Linked DNA regions of Mus musculus: regions 1, 2 and 4 are each linked to region 3. Evidence: chromatin contacts called from public ChIA-PET, HiCAR-type and HiChIP or PLAC-seq data. All regions are on one chromosome and are shown on one strand. The core of a region is the stretch at or near the end of the contact, and the rest is flanking DNA. Distances in the headings are between cores, read along the strand shown.

Evidence for each region. ChIA-PET counts read pairs in DNA pulled down with a chosen protein or histone mark. HiCAR-type assays count read pairs that join an accessible place to other places. HiChIP or PLAC-seq counts read pairs in DNA pulled down with a chosen protein or histone mark.
Region 1: an H3K27ac HiChIP or PLAC-seq map of DN3 thymocytes shows a contact between it and region 3, with 13 times the contacts expected there. The contact joins the enhancer-like site here to the promoter of Armt1 in region 3. A contact is called at or near these places in 3 of 39 promoter capture datasets (the 3T3-L1 cell line, the C10 cell line and pre-B cells), 1 of 484 Hi-C or Micro-C datasets (uterus) and 2 of 115 datasets of contacts at active chromatin or transcription factors (DN3 thymocytes and large pre-B cells).
Region 2: a contact with region 3 is called in an RNA polymerase II ChIA-PET map of effector CD8 T cells, with 5 read pairs. The contact joins the enhancer-like site here to the promoter of Armt1 in region 3. A contact is called at or near these places in 2 of 39 promoter capture datasets (liver and pre-B cells), 1 of 484 Hi-C or Micro-C datasets (uterus), 4 of 115 datasets of contacts at active chromatin or transcription factors (DN3 thymocytes, effector CD8 T cells, large pre-B cells and 1 more) and 1 of 9 other capture datasets (embryonic stem cells).
Region 4: a contact with region 3 is called in a HiCAR-type map of astrocytes, with 2.8 times the contacts expected there. The contact joins the enhancer-like site here to the promoter of Armt1 in region 3. A contact is called at or near these places in 6 of 39 promoter capture datasets (the 3T3-L1 cell line, the C10 cell line, cranial neural crest and 2 more), 1 of 484 Hi-C or Micro-C datasets (uterus) and 4 of 115 datasets of contacts at active chromatin or transcription factors (the NIH/3T3 cell line, astrocytes, bone marrow-derived macrophages and 1 more).

Annotation. Positions count from the first base shown.
Region 1 is chr10:5,309,181-5,311,880 of GRCm38.p6, forward strand. Syne1 (spectrin repeat containing, nuclear envelope 1) reads right to left here. Exons shown (of 146, transcript NM_001347711.1): 45 at 2,508-2,609; 46 at 55-258. Among named protein-coding and RNA genes, the nearest start is that of Gm51757, 16 kb to the right of the region's middle. Within about 2 kb of position 1,416, at least 94 of the 459 cell types and tissues checked have an H3K27ac peak or open chromatin away from gene starts, as enhancers often do. A contact at or near this core is called in DN3 thymocytes and uterus, where this site is marked.
Region 2 is chr10:4,976,188-4,978,887 of GRCm38.p6, forward strand. The region is part of intron 7 of Esr1 (estrogen receptor 1 (alpha)); the gene reads left to right. Among named protein-coding and RNA genes, the nearest start is that of Esr1, 270 kb to the left of the region's middle. Within about 2 kb of position 1,329, at least 27 of the 459 cell types and tissues checked have an H3K27ac peak or open chromatin away from gene starts, as enhancers often do. A contact at or near this core is called in effector CD8 T cells, where this site is marked.
Region 3 is chr10:4,431,231-4,433,930 of GRCm38.p6, forward strand. It overlaps Armt1 (acidic residue methyltransferase 1), which reads left to right and starts at 1,375. Exons shown (of 5, transcript NM_024261.2): 1 at 1,375-1,481. The coding sequence starts at 1,441. It overlaps Rmnd1 (required for meiotic nuclear division 1 homolog), which reads right to left and starts at 1,158. Exons shown (of 13, transcript NM_025343.6): 1 at 1,036-1,158.
Region 4 is chr10:5,288,290-5,290,989 of GRCm38.p6, forward strand. Syne1 (spectrin repeat containing, nuclear envelope 1) reads right to left here. Exons shown (of 146, transcript NM_001347711.1): 55 at 927-1,283. Among named protein-coding and RNA genes, the nearest start is that of Gm51757, 37 kb to the right of the region's middle. Within about 2 kb of position 1,307, at least 166 of the 459 cell types and tissues checked have an H3K27ac peak or open chromatin away from gene starts, as enhancers often do. A contact at or near this core is called in the NIH/3T3 cell line, astrocytes, bone marrow-derived macrophages and 1 more, where this site is marked.

The DNA of each region.
Region 1 (2,700 bases), core at 166-2,665, 880 kb after region 3:
CTTTATCATAGTTGTAAAACAGGAGAATTAATAATAGAATAGTTTTTGACCCACCTTGGCTTTCTTCAGCCCTTCGCAAGTCTCGGTTTGGGCACATCTGGTCAATGATTCCTCCACATTGATCAGCCACGCTGTGATGTCCTTGACAAATCTCTCCACTTGGGTCCTCTGAGCCGTGAAATCCTTCAGGGTTCCCCTTGCTTCCTCGGTGATTTCTTTGGCGTGTTCCAGCTTCTGCCTTAAGTCTGCTTCTATAAACTAAATACAAAGCTCAATTTCGTGAAAATCTGGGAGGACGGAAAGCACACTCACCAGCTAGGAATTCTGTTTACGAGTAACTCCATCAAGAACACATTAGGCTAACCATAGAAGCCTCTCCAATACTAATAGCTTTTCCCAGGATGGAAAACCAGGGAGTGTGGGCTGCCGACCATATTGAGCGAGGGGAAAGAGCAGCGTCTCAGCTAACCCTTCTCTCAGAGTGTGGTGTTGATGGAGGTTCCAGGGAAGAGAAGATCACATCGTCAGAGAAAAGCTGGACCAAAAGTGTGCTGTTAATTTTCCTTCCAAGGGACATGCACACGAGCCTGTCTGGTTCCGACTCTGATTGGAGGAAGCCCACCATAGGATTTAATGGGAAAACAATTTTATTCTGTAAGATATTGATTTTCTTCTCCTGGGAGGAGGTATTCCAGGAAAGTTGATTTTGGTGTGTGTGTGTATCCTGAGTTAATAAAAGGACTTATAAGTACTCTAAACTAAGAAAAATGATCTTAATCCCACAACTCAAATATCCGTGCTATTTGGCAAAATCAGCAAACATAAAGACTTGTGTTGTATTCTTTTTTTTTTTTTTTTTTTTTTTTATGTCTAGCTTAGAGCAGCTGCAAGCAAGAAGCTGAGAGGATCTTTTCTTCTTGCTCTGCTGTGAGTTTCTACCCCTGCTTGGCACAGCTGGAGGCTCCACAGGCCTGGAGGGGAGGGGCCAGGGAGAGGCGGGAGAGGCCTCTGAACAAGACTCCAGGAGCTGCCCCACACAGCCCCTGCTTCTCTAGGTCTGTGGTTTTTTTTTTTTTTTTCTGAGAATGCTTTCATTGCTGAGACCAACCCCTTCTCACCTGAGAGCCCCCCTCCCCAGCTGAAGGTCCCTGGAGGATCTTGAGTATAGAGTACACTCTTTCCTGCCCCCTCACTCTCTCTTTTCTCAGCCCAAGGCATCTCTGCTTTCATGCCCCAGAAAGCCTTCTTAGACAACCAGCTGTCCTCACGCTGTGGACTCTAAGGGTGGTCTCTTTCTTCAATCATAACTTTTGGATTGAGCCCACATGCTGATACACACTCTCCCTCCCCCAAGCCCCACAACTGCGGCTGAGATGCTGGCCAACCACACAAGCCTTTACTCTTTGGCAGATACATCAGAAGTCAGCCAGCCTGCCTGGCAGGGTTTAGAAACCAGAGGCTGGTGGCTGCCAGCTGCAAGGGACAAATGAGGCTGCCCTCTAAGTGGTGTCACAGAAATTCTTTTCCTTATACTTGAGGACAATTAAGAGATATCACCTGACCTTCTTGGGGCAGGGGTGGGGCAAGTGGAGAGAAAGAGAAGGAGAGATGCAGAACAATAGTAGCTCACACCCCAAATCCTTGCTAAATCCTCCCTCTGCAATAGCCGAAGGTCCAAATACATGGGACAGAAGTCATCATCCCTTTTTATTCCAACCATGAATAGGAATGGCATTTCCTTTGCTTCGGATAAAATGTCCAACATTCCCATACGTGCCTGAGATCATGGCCAAGCATGGCCTGTCAGTTAAAGAGAAAGTCAAAGACAATGGTACAAGAAGAGAGAACAAATCCATGAACATAACTAATAAATAAATAAAAATAGGCAAAGGCACCCCAGAGGTGTCAGCTAGAAGTTAGTGAGGCTGTCGGCCGAAGTGGTAAGCCTTACAACATTGGGTTCATCCAGAGCTCAGACATTAGAGTAGCCTAGGTTCCCTGGCCAACCCAGCTTCCCCCTGCCCTGCCTTGGTAGTCTTGGGACTGGGACCATCTACGGGGCTATTAAGGGACATTAGTCCTTGCCCTGTCCCCAGGCCCAGTTACTAAATGAATTAACACATTATTAGTAAGATCACATATGTATTAAGAGGCAGGGTTCTGTTCTTGTCTAAGCACGAAATGTACCAAGAAACAATCAAGTTGATACTGCACCCAAAATTCAAAAGGGAAAACTACTCTTATAATAACATTATAATGCTTGAATTGTAAATGTGCCATAAATATTGGCACTCTGAATTCTACTGATGTTAATGCTTATTTCCCTGGATATGAGAAAAAAGAAACCCATGTTTGCCAGGAATTATGATGATATAGAAACACACAAACGCACGCACGCACACACACACACACACAATCCACACACATTCTATATTTTGGGAGCAAGGATGTAAGTGATCGGCTGTCATGTGGTATTTATTAGAAAAGTCATCTGAATTCACACTCACCTGAAGTTCTGTTGGTGTTTCTGGATTTTTCGTTAGTTCTTTAAGATTGTTGATTTTGGAATGTAGATCTTCCAATTTTAAGGCTTTGATTTTAACTTCAGACTATGGAAGCAAAGACACAGGCGAAAGGCATCATTAATCCAAAGACCAGCAGCCAGCTATGCTTGGCCTCTTGTACTAAGAGCGGCCAGGA
Region 2 (2,700 bases), core at 79-2,578, 540 kb after region 3:
AGATAAAAGGTGACTGGCCAGATTAATTGGTAGAGATTTTCTAAATATTAAAACCATCTAATTTTCAAAATTTTACTTTTATTTTTAATTATACATATATAGAAAAAGACTTACATATTTGTATATTTTATGTATACTAGTACTTTTGTCTACACAGCAGACATGGGTACACCTACACACCAGAAGATGGCATCAGGTGGTTGTGAGCTGGCATGTGGGTGTTGGGAATTGAACTCAGGACCTTTGGAAGATCAGTAAGTGCCATTGAACACCAAGCCATCTCTCCAACCCTGCTCATTTTTCACTTTTAACAAATCACTTCCCAACTTTAGTTTTTAGTTTGCACATTTTAGTAGAAGTACATTTGGTGTGGGAATGAGGTATGGTGGTTTGTAAAGCTATTGGTACATGTTCACTTCTGCTCCACCAACACCATATCACACTGTTATCAATGACCGTGAAAGATGCCCACACACATGAGCCACTGTGTCCTGTGGACCATGAGGCTGGTGAATAGAAGTTGCTGGAATGAGTAGGGAGCTGATGGCTTCCTTTTGCCCACACCCTGCTGGTGTTCTTAAACACCCACAGTCCAGGATTCTGCACATGTACTATATAAATGCTTCCTTTGGAAGCCAACACTCACTAGAATTAGATTCTATATGTAGGTGCTATGTAGCTTTATATTGTGCACTGATACCATGACAGTGAACTCCCCTTGCATGGTCTCAGTGATACCTGTTACGTTCTACCACTGATTTAAAAATAAAGCATTATTTTAAAAGAGCAAGACAAGCTATTGAAGAATTCAAGCACATCATGTTAAGAGACCCTTTTAGAGGTAAAGGACAGGGCTCCTCCTAGTGACTTTGCTAGCACTTGATTCTGGGACTTTTGGGGTTGGACAGTCTATGTCCTAGTCTCTGATGAAATTGGAAGAAGCAGTATGACACATGACTTTACCTTCAATCCAACTGCATGTTTCACTAAAAAAAACTGGGGGCTGAGAGTTCAAGCTGTGCCCTACTCAATGAGCTCCTATGAATCAAGAGAAGTCTACATCTTAGTTACCTGCAGACAGACCTAGACGTGGCTCTGAGTCATGGACAGGAGTGTCAGGCAGAATCTCACTGTTTTCATGGACAACAGTGATGAGTGACACCAAAATGTCAAATTATTTTTCACTGTGTCAGGTGAAACACTGGCCCTTCCTACCGGAATGAAGGGCAGTATGAATTACTGAGTTAGTTGAGCCTCTGTGTTCTGTGAAAGCAGGACACATAGAACCTTCTAGAGAAATTGTGGTCTTCTGGTATTGTCAGGCTTTGAGGCTCATTTATCATTGTAGTTACCTCTGCAGCTAAGTTTAGCTTGGTGGCACATCAGGGTTCTTTCCAGCTAAGGAAACCGCTGGGTAAATTTTCAGTGACACATCGGTAAACTTAGTTTCCTGCTGAAACCACAACCATGGAGTCTCAGAAATAGGAACTACCTTAGAGATAATGGAAATATTGTAAGAAAATCAATAAGTAATGTCTTCATAGCAACCTCTGGATCCTTTGAAGGGCCACCAGGTTCACCAGGTGCATTTCTCACTCAACCACCTGGGTGTTGACAGTCTGATGTAACAGGAATAAGAGGCGCTCTCTGGATTTTTAAAAACATTTTCATTTTTTAACTGGTTTGCAAAAGTGATGAGCACCCAGTGCTTGGAACTTGGAAAATACAGAATAAATACTGAGAAAAAACCATCTCTCAGAGTATCCCAAATTCATCCCATGAAAGTAATCACTGTTAACATTTTGGTGAAAGTCTTTATCTAGTTAAAGAGACTCATAGAAGTTAAGCATAGTGGCACATACCTTTAATCCCAACACTTGGGAGGCAGAAGCAGGTGGATCTCTGTGAGTTCAAGGCCAGCTTGGTCTACAGAGAGCGTTTCAGGAAAGTGTTATATAATAGAGACACTGTTTCAGAAACAAAACAAGCTGGGCGGTGGCGGTGCACGCCTTTAATCCCAGCACTCGGAAGGCAGAGGCAGGGGGATTTCTGAGTTTGAGGCCAGCCTGATCTACAAAATGAGTTCCAGGACAGCCAGGGCTATACAGAGAAACCCTGTCTCGAAAAAAATACCAAAAAAAAAAAAAAAGGAAACAAAACAAAACAAAAAGAGACTCACAGAAGACCTCCTGTCATTTCAAGTCTTTTTGGCTACACTATCCTCTGACTTTTTTCAAAAGGCAGGATTGCTCCTAAATTGCTCCTAATGTTTTGTCAGTATGAAAATTAGTCTAGAGATCTCAAATGTCCAAGAAGATGAGTCTGCTGGCCATCATTTCTAGTTTTCCTGCAAACCTTGGAGCTAAGAAATCCTTAGTGTAGTGTTTGAGTGCTGAGTGAGAGGTCAGGGGAGTCTGGATTCGAGCTCAGGCTGTGACACTTATTTAGCAGCTGGATGAGGAACCGTTTGCCTCTCTGGAAACATCCTCTTGCATTTGTAAGCCCTGGTGCTTCAACCTCCTACAGCCCTACAATTAAAATGCAATTTGCATTTATTTTCCTTTTTGGATGTTTTGATTTTACTGGGATGAGGGGAGTGGTTCAGTTGGTGAGGTACTTTAGAATTTGAATCTGGTCTCCAGCAACCATATATAATGTACAACAGTGAACAATTGTAGTCCCAACCCTAAGAAAGAGGGG
Region 3 (2,700 bases), core at 125-2,624:
CGCCCTTCTGAGCCTTCTGCAACACTGCAGCATTCCCTATAGAATGCCTTTGTTCCAGGCCCTCTGGGCCTTTCCACTCACCTGTCCACAAGCTCTCCTCCTAAGGACTTGACTCCCTCAGTGACTTGGTATAATACATATAACCAACACACATCCATCACATCCACTTTGGATTTTCAAGACTGGATTTCTCTGGATAACCTATAATTTCTCTCTTTGACTGGCCTGGAACTTGCTTTGTACACCAGGCTGGCCTCTGCCTCTGGAGTGACAGGATTAATACTTATAACCAACACTCATCCATTCTCTTGCTATTTTTTACTTTGTCCTCATATTTAGCACCACTTACATACCTTGTATTTTTAGCTTTTTAATTCATGCAATGACTACTCCTTACCGTGTGCAGTATGCTAGCTCTGGAAATGAGCAAATAAGGGATAATATATATTAGTTAGCGACAGTGATATCAGAAAGCAATAAAGGAGATTTTTGCCTCTCTTCAAAAGCAGGTTTCTGTGTTTGTCCCCCTATGCTCAGTGACAGTAGTGTCCTTGGGCACAGAGGCGTCAAGTAAATTTTTAAAATGAAACACAAGGGAGCTGCAGTTTTTGAGCATTATCCTTAAGCATAATATGTCCATGTGCCTAAGGATAGCACTAATTGCACTTAGTGTTTTAAGTTGGGAGTGGGACATGGGTAGGCCTAGGCGTTTGACGGCAGGGCTGGGGGTGGTGGTGGACATAACCAAAATATATTGTACATGAGATGCAGAATACCATCAATGAAAAAAGCGGCTGCATCCAGGTTAGATTCAGCGGGTAAGTGGGGCTGACCTTTGGGAGCACTTCTTCCAGTTCCTAAGTTCAAGGTGATTTCATGCACCTTGGCAGCTACTACTATGCCCTGCTTCCAACTCGGCGGGGTCGGGAGTGTTTGGCTTGAGGTGCTTCGGATTCCCGGCTAAATTCCCAGGCCCTGGCCGAAGCCCACACCTCCTCACCAGCTTCTCCGGCTGGGGAAGCGCGAAGCACTGACCTGTGCGCGGAGAGGACGACCGCGACGCCCACGCGCACGCTCCCGCCGCAGGAACCTCTGCGGAAACACACCCCGCCCCGCCCCGCTGCGGCGCAGGCGCACTGCAAGCCCCAGGCCGGCAAGCTGGGACACGTGACCGTCCGAACACGTGACCGCTCCGCGCCCCCCCCCCCCCCTTCCGCTCGGCGGGCTACCGCCTCCGGTCCTCCAGGGCTTCCGCTCGCGTAGCCGGAAGGCCCTTGCGCCCCATGTTCTGACCCTGGCCAGACCACCAAATAAAGTTTCTGAGTTCAAAAGCGCTTAAAAAAAAAAAAAAAAAAAAAAAAAGCTCCAACGCTTCCTTTCTGGAACCGCGGCCGTTGAACCCCGGGCGACGCCAGTTGAGTGGCTTGTGGTGCCGGTGTGATGGCCGAGTCCCCGGCGTTTCTTTCCGCTAAGGACGAGGGGTGCGTCTCGCTTTTTTTTTCTTGCGCTCTTGGGAGAAAAAACCCATGTTGGGTGAGGAAGCTGTGGGCGGTCGGGAGCGCCGGATCCTCAAGCTGAGAGTTCGAGTCCCACCTCGGTGGGAGAGAGCCGGCTCGCTGTGCTGGCCGGCGTCAGGACCTAGCTAGTTCCGCTGTGTACCTTCTTCCTTTCTGTCCCGAATTGAGACGCTGGGGCAGGAGTATTGCTGCGAGTTAAAGCCAGCTTGAGCTCGTAGTGAGTTCGAGCTCACTGTGGGATACATTAGGAAAAAGCTTGTCTCTAACAAGTGAGAAGGAAAGGCGCTGCGGGGGCCAACAATTAGGACTCATACCTACTGCGGTGTGTATTAATGGTATGGGTCAAACTAATAACTCTATATTTAAAAACGTCCTAATTTTGCGTGTGCGCGCACATGCCATTATTCGCGTTAGAGGTCAGAGGACAGCTCTGGAGCCGATTTTGTTCCTTCACCTCTCAGGAGTTCAACGAGAACTCGGTCGCGGGCAGCAGATTTATCATGTGCCTTTACCCACTGAGCCATCTCACTGGCCCCCAAAATAAACATCATTAGAAGTAGTTCTTGCAATTTTCATCTTTAGAGTTTTCCCCCCTATACACACTTCTCATGAAATTTGTTAGGCACAATCGATTCACCAAAACAGCTAATAGCAAAATGGAACAATTAGTGGGACGTTAGTTTACTTTAAATTTAATTAAAATTATTTAAAACTTACAGATCGTTGACTGCTGGAATTTTCCACTTGCAATGTTTTTAAACTGGTTGAGTGCCCCTGGGAAGGCAAACCTGTGGACAAAGGGGGAATTACAATATGCTACAACGCTGAGAGCAAAGTTATAAGTAAGAGCAGAAATAAGCATTGGCTAAGTAGCCAATCTTCTTGTCTGGCTGGATGGTTGGTTTTCTTTTGACACGGAGCTATTGAATTATGTAGTGAAGGATGACCTGGGACTCCCAATACTCCTGCCATTATACTCTGTGTCATTATAGAGGGAGACACCACTAGGCTCCAAATTCATATTTCAAATACTTTATTTTCAAATGATTTAATTAGTTTTTATGTGTTGGGGGAGTGTGGCACTCACCTGTGACATTACCCAGGAATGGACGTCAGAGGACGACTTGTGTAGGGAGTCCCCTTTGTCCTTCTACCATGTGGGTTCCAGGGATCGAACTCAGGA
Region 4 (2,700 bases), core at 57-2,556, 860 kb after region 3:
GTTTCCAGCCTGTCCTCCCCCCCACCCCACTTCTGTCCCTGCACACACACACACACACACACACACACACACACACACACACACACACGTTCATTTAAACAAGACAGCGCTTGAAATACTCTGTGACTTCCTAATGTGCTGGAGCTATTTCGAAATGATTATAACATAAATAGAAGCAGAGACATTGACTTCACTAAACTTCCTTTTAAGGACAGCCGTGATTTTGAGCGTTATAAAGCAGCAAATATTGAGAGCATTGCCAAGGCACCCAAGAGGAATCAGAGAAGTAAGAGATTGGTAAGCTTCAGCCCGTCCCCCTCCCTTTTCTGCTTCCTTTTCTCAGGTTCTAAGAGTGGTAATAGTTTTTTTTTTTTTTTTTCCCTAGAAGGTGTCTAGTAAATGTTAATCTGTATTAACAAGCTAATTCAAGTTCAGCTGTCAAAATCATGAAGAGGATAAACAGACACTGAAAACTATTAGTTGTGGCTCAGAAAATTATCAAATGTGCCTTTCCATGCTATAAACTCAATCACTTAATTGTTTGAAAGAGTTAACTGGCAACGAGGGAGCTATGACTCTCTGTCTATTTATGCCCCTGCCCACAGGGCATTTTCCAAGCTGAATGGCTGATACAGTATTGCAAACTCTTACACCATCAGAAAGAAAGTAAAATATCGCCACCGCAGAAAGAATGTTTTCCAACGGGACATAATAGCATCTCCCTCCTACTTATGCTAACTTATACCAAAGTCTGATTTATAGACTAGGAGGGGGGAAAAGACACTTTGCAAACTTACTGAATACTTTTTTTCTGCCTCTGAGGGCTGCATGTACTTAGTTATCAGAACCCGTTTTTAGCAACCACAGGAGTCGAAGAAATATTTAGCTTATTCACCCCAACGGTAAACAGGAAGGCAACCACTTACTCGTCCTTTGTGCCAGCATTCCAGGATCTCCTCGTCAGAGTTCTTGCCTTCCAGGAGGGTGAGCTGCTGGGCCCAGGTTTTCAGAAGGGTGCAGAACTGTTCCAGGGCCTGCTCGAGTTGGGTCACCTGGCCAAAGAACTCCTGCTCGGAGAGAGCCATTTCACTGACTAGGCTCTCCAGGCTGCTCTGTGTTTGGAAGAGGCAGTCTTCCCACTGCCTCCAGTCGGCGCGCAGGGCCTGCATCTCCGAGTTCAGAAGCTCACACCCACTGGCAGCTGTGTTCTGTTTCACAGCCGGGGCCAGCGACTCCACTCTGCTTAGGCGGCCTGCACCGATCTCTCTGGAATCTATCAGCTCCTGTAATGGAATATTGCCATGGAAACCAAGGAGGCCCTTAGTCACTTGGGCTACCAGTTTTCAACATGTGTGCAGATCAGGACTCTGTCCTGCTATGAAGTTTGAGCAAATGTACACAGGGAATGGCAGTCGTTGTGTCTATACTCTCCTAAGCTATATTAGTAGGAGTCAGTCTCATGAGTGTCTGACTTATTGCAAAATCATGCAGGGCGTCACAGTGTCCGTGCTGCCTGGACGGGCGCTATTTAGATATGTGGAAGTGTAGTGTTCAGCTCCTATAGACTAAAAAGAGTCCTAGAACCCTTACTCACCCTTATGTGGATGGATAAATGAACTGTGCCCTGTCTGTAATCTCTAATTTCCATCATCTCCCATAGAAGGGTGGCTTAAATCATTTCTTCCCTGCTGGGAGTCAGGCTGACCCACAGTCAGAAGAGAACCAGCCCTCCTCAACCTCAGATATTTCTGTACCTAAGGAGGCATTTTTATGGTCACCGAAATTAATAATTCACAGATGAACTTAATTAAGAGTTTAAAGCAAACTCTAGCCTAGGTTTGTTTATTGCTGGCATTTCTCCCTGGGGAGGGGGGAGGGGAGGGGGAGGGGGAGGGGGGAGATGAAACCCCTTCACCAGAAATGTGGCAATTCAGATACCATGTTTAGTGCTGAGGCTCACATAGAGAAAGGATTTTATGATATAATTAGAATATTCATTGTGAAATAGGCAAGTCAGGGCATGTCCTTGAAAATTAGGTGCTTCTAATGACATTTGTTCTTGTTAAAGTGGTCGTTCTGGTGCAAACATAACGTGTATTGCTAAGGCTTGATTTTGTCAGTGTTAAAGCAAAAATTATGTCTTCAGTCCTGGCTAGGTAGAAAGAAAGAAGATTATTAGGGCAGAAACAAGAGACAGGAGAGGAGGAGGAAGAGGAGGAGGAGGAGGAGGAAACAAGACCAATTACAAGCTAACCACAGAACATCAGGCCATTGAGTTCATACATGTATCATGGAAGTATGAAGCAGAATAGGTATTTTAACTAGTCCATATTTAACTAGTCCATATAACACACTTTGCATTTTACTTGATTAGCCTGAGGTTAATCTGTCTTCTCACAGGTACAAACAATAAAGGCACACTTTGATGTAGATCATTTACAGTGCCCAATTATATGGCAGTCAAAAGCACAATAACGTGAGACATAATTTTACACATGTGTAGGCGTATTCTTACACATGGTAGTTTATGTGTATGTAGTGAGCCTTTCTTGGCAGCAGGATTCTAAAAGTTATGTTTGTTCATCAGTACATAGAGTGGTTTGTGGTTAAAAAGAGAAAAATTATAGCTTAGAAAGTGCTAAATCTAACAAGATTGCTTTAGAACACGATATTCAACCTTACAGACATTTTTCAGATTTT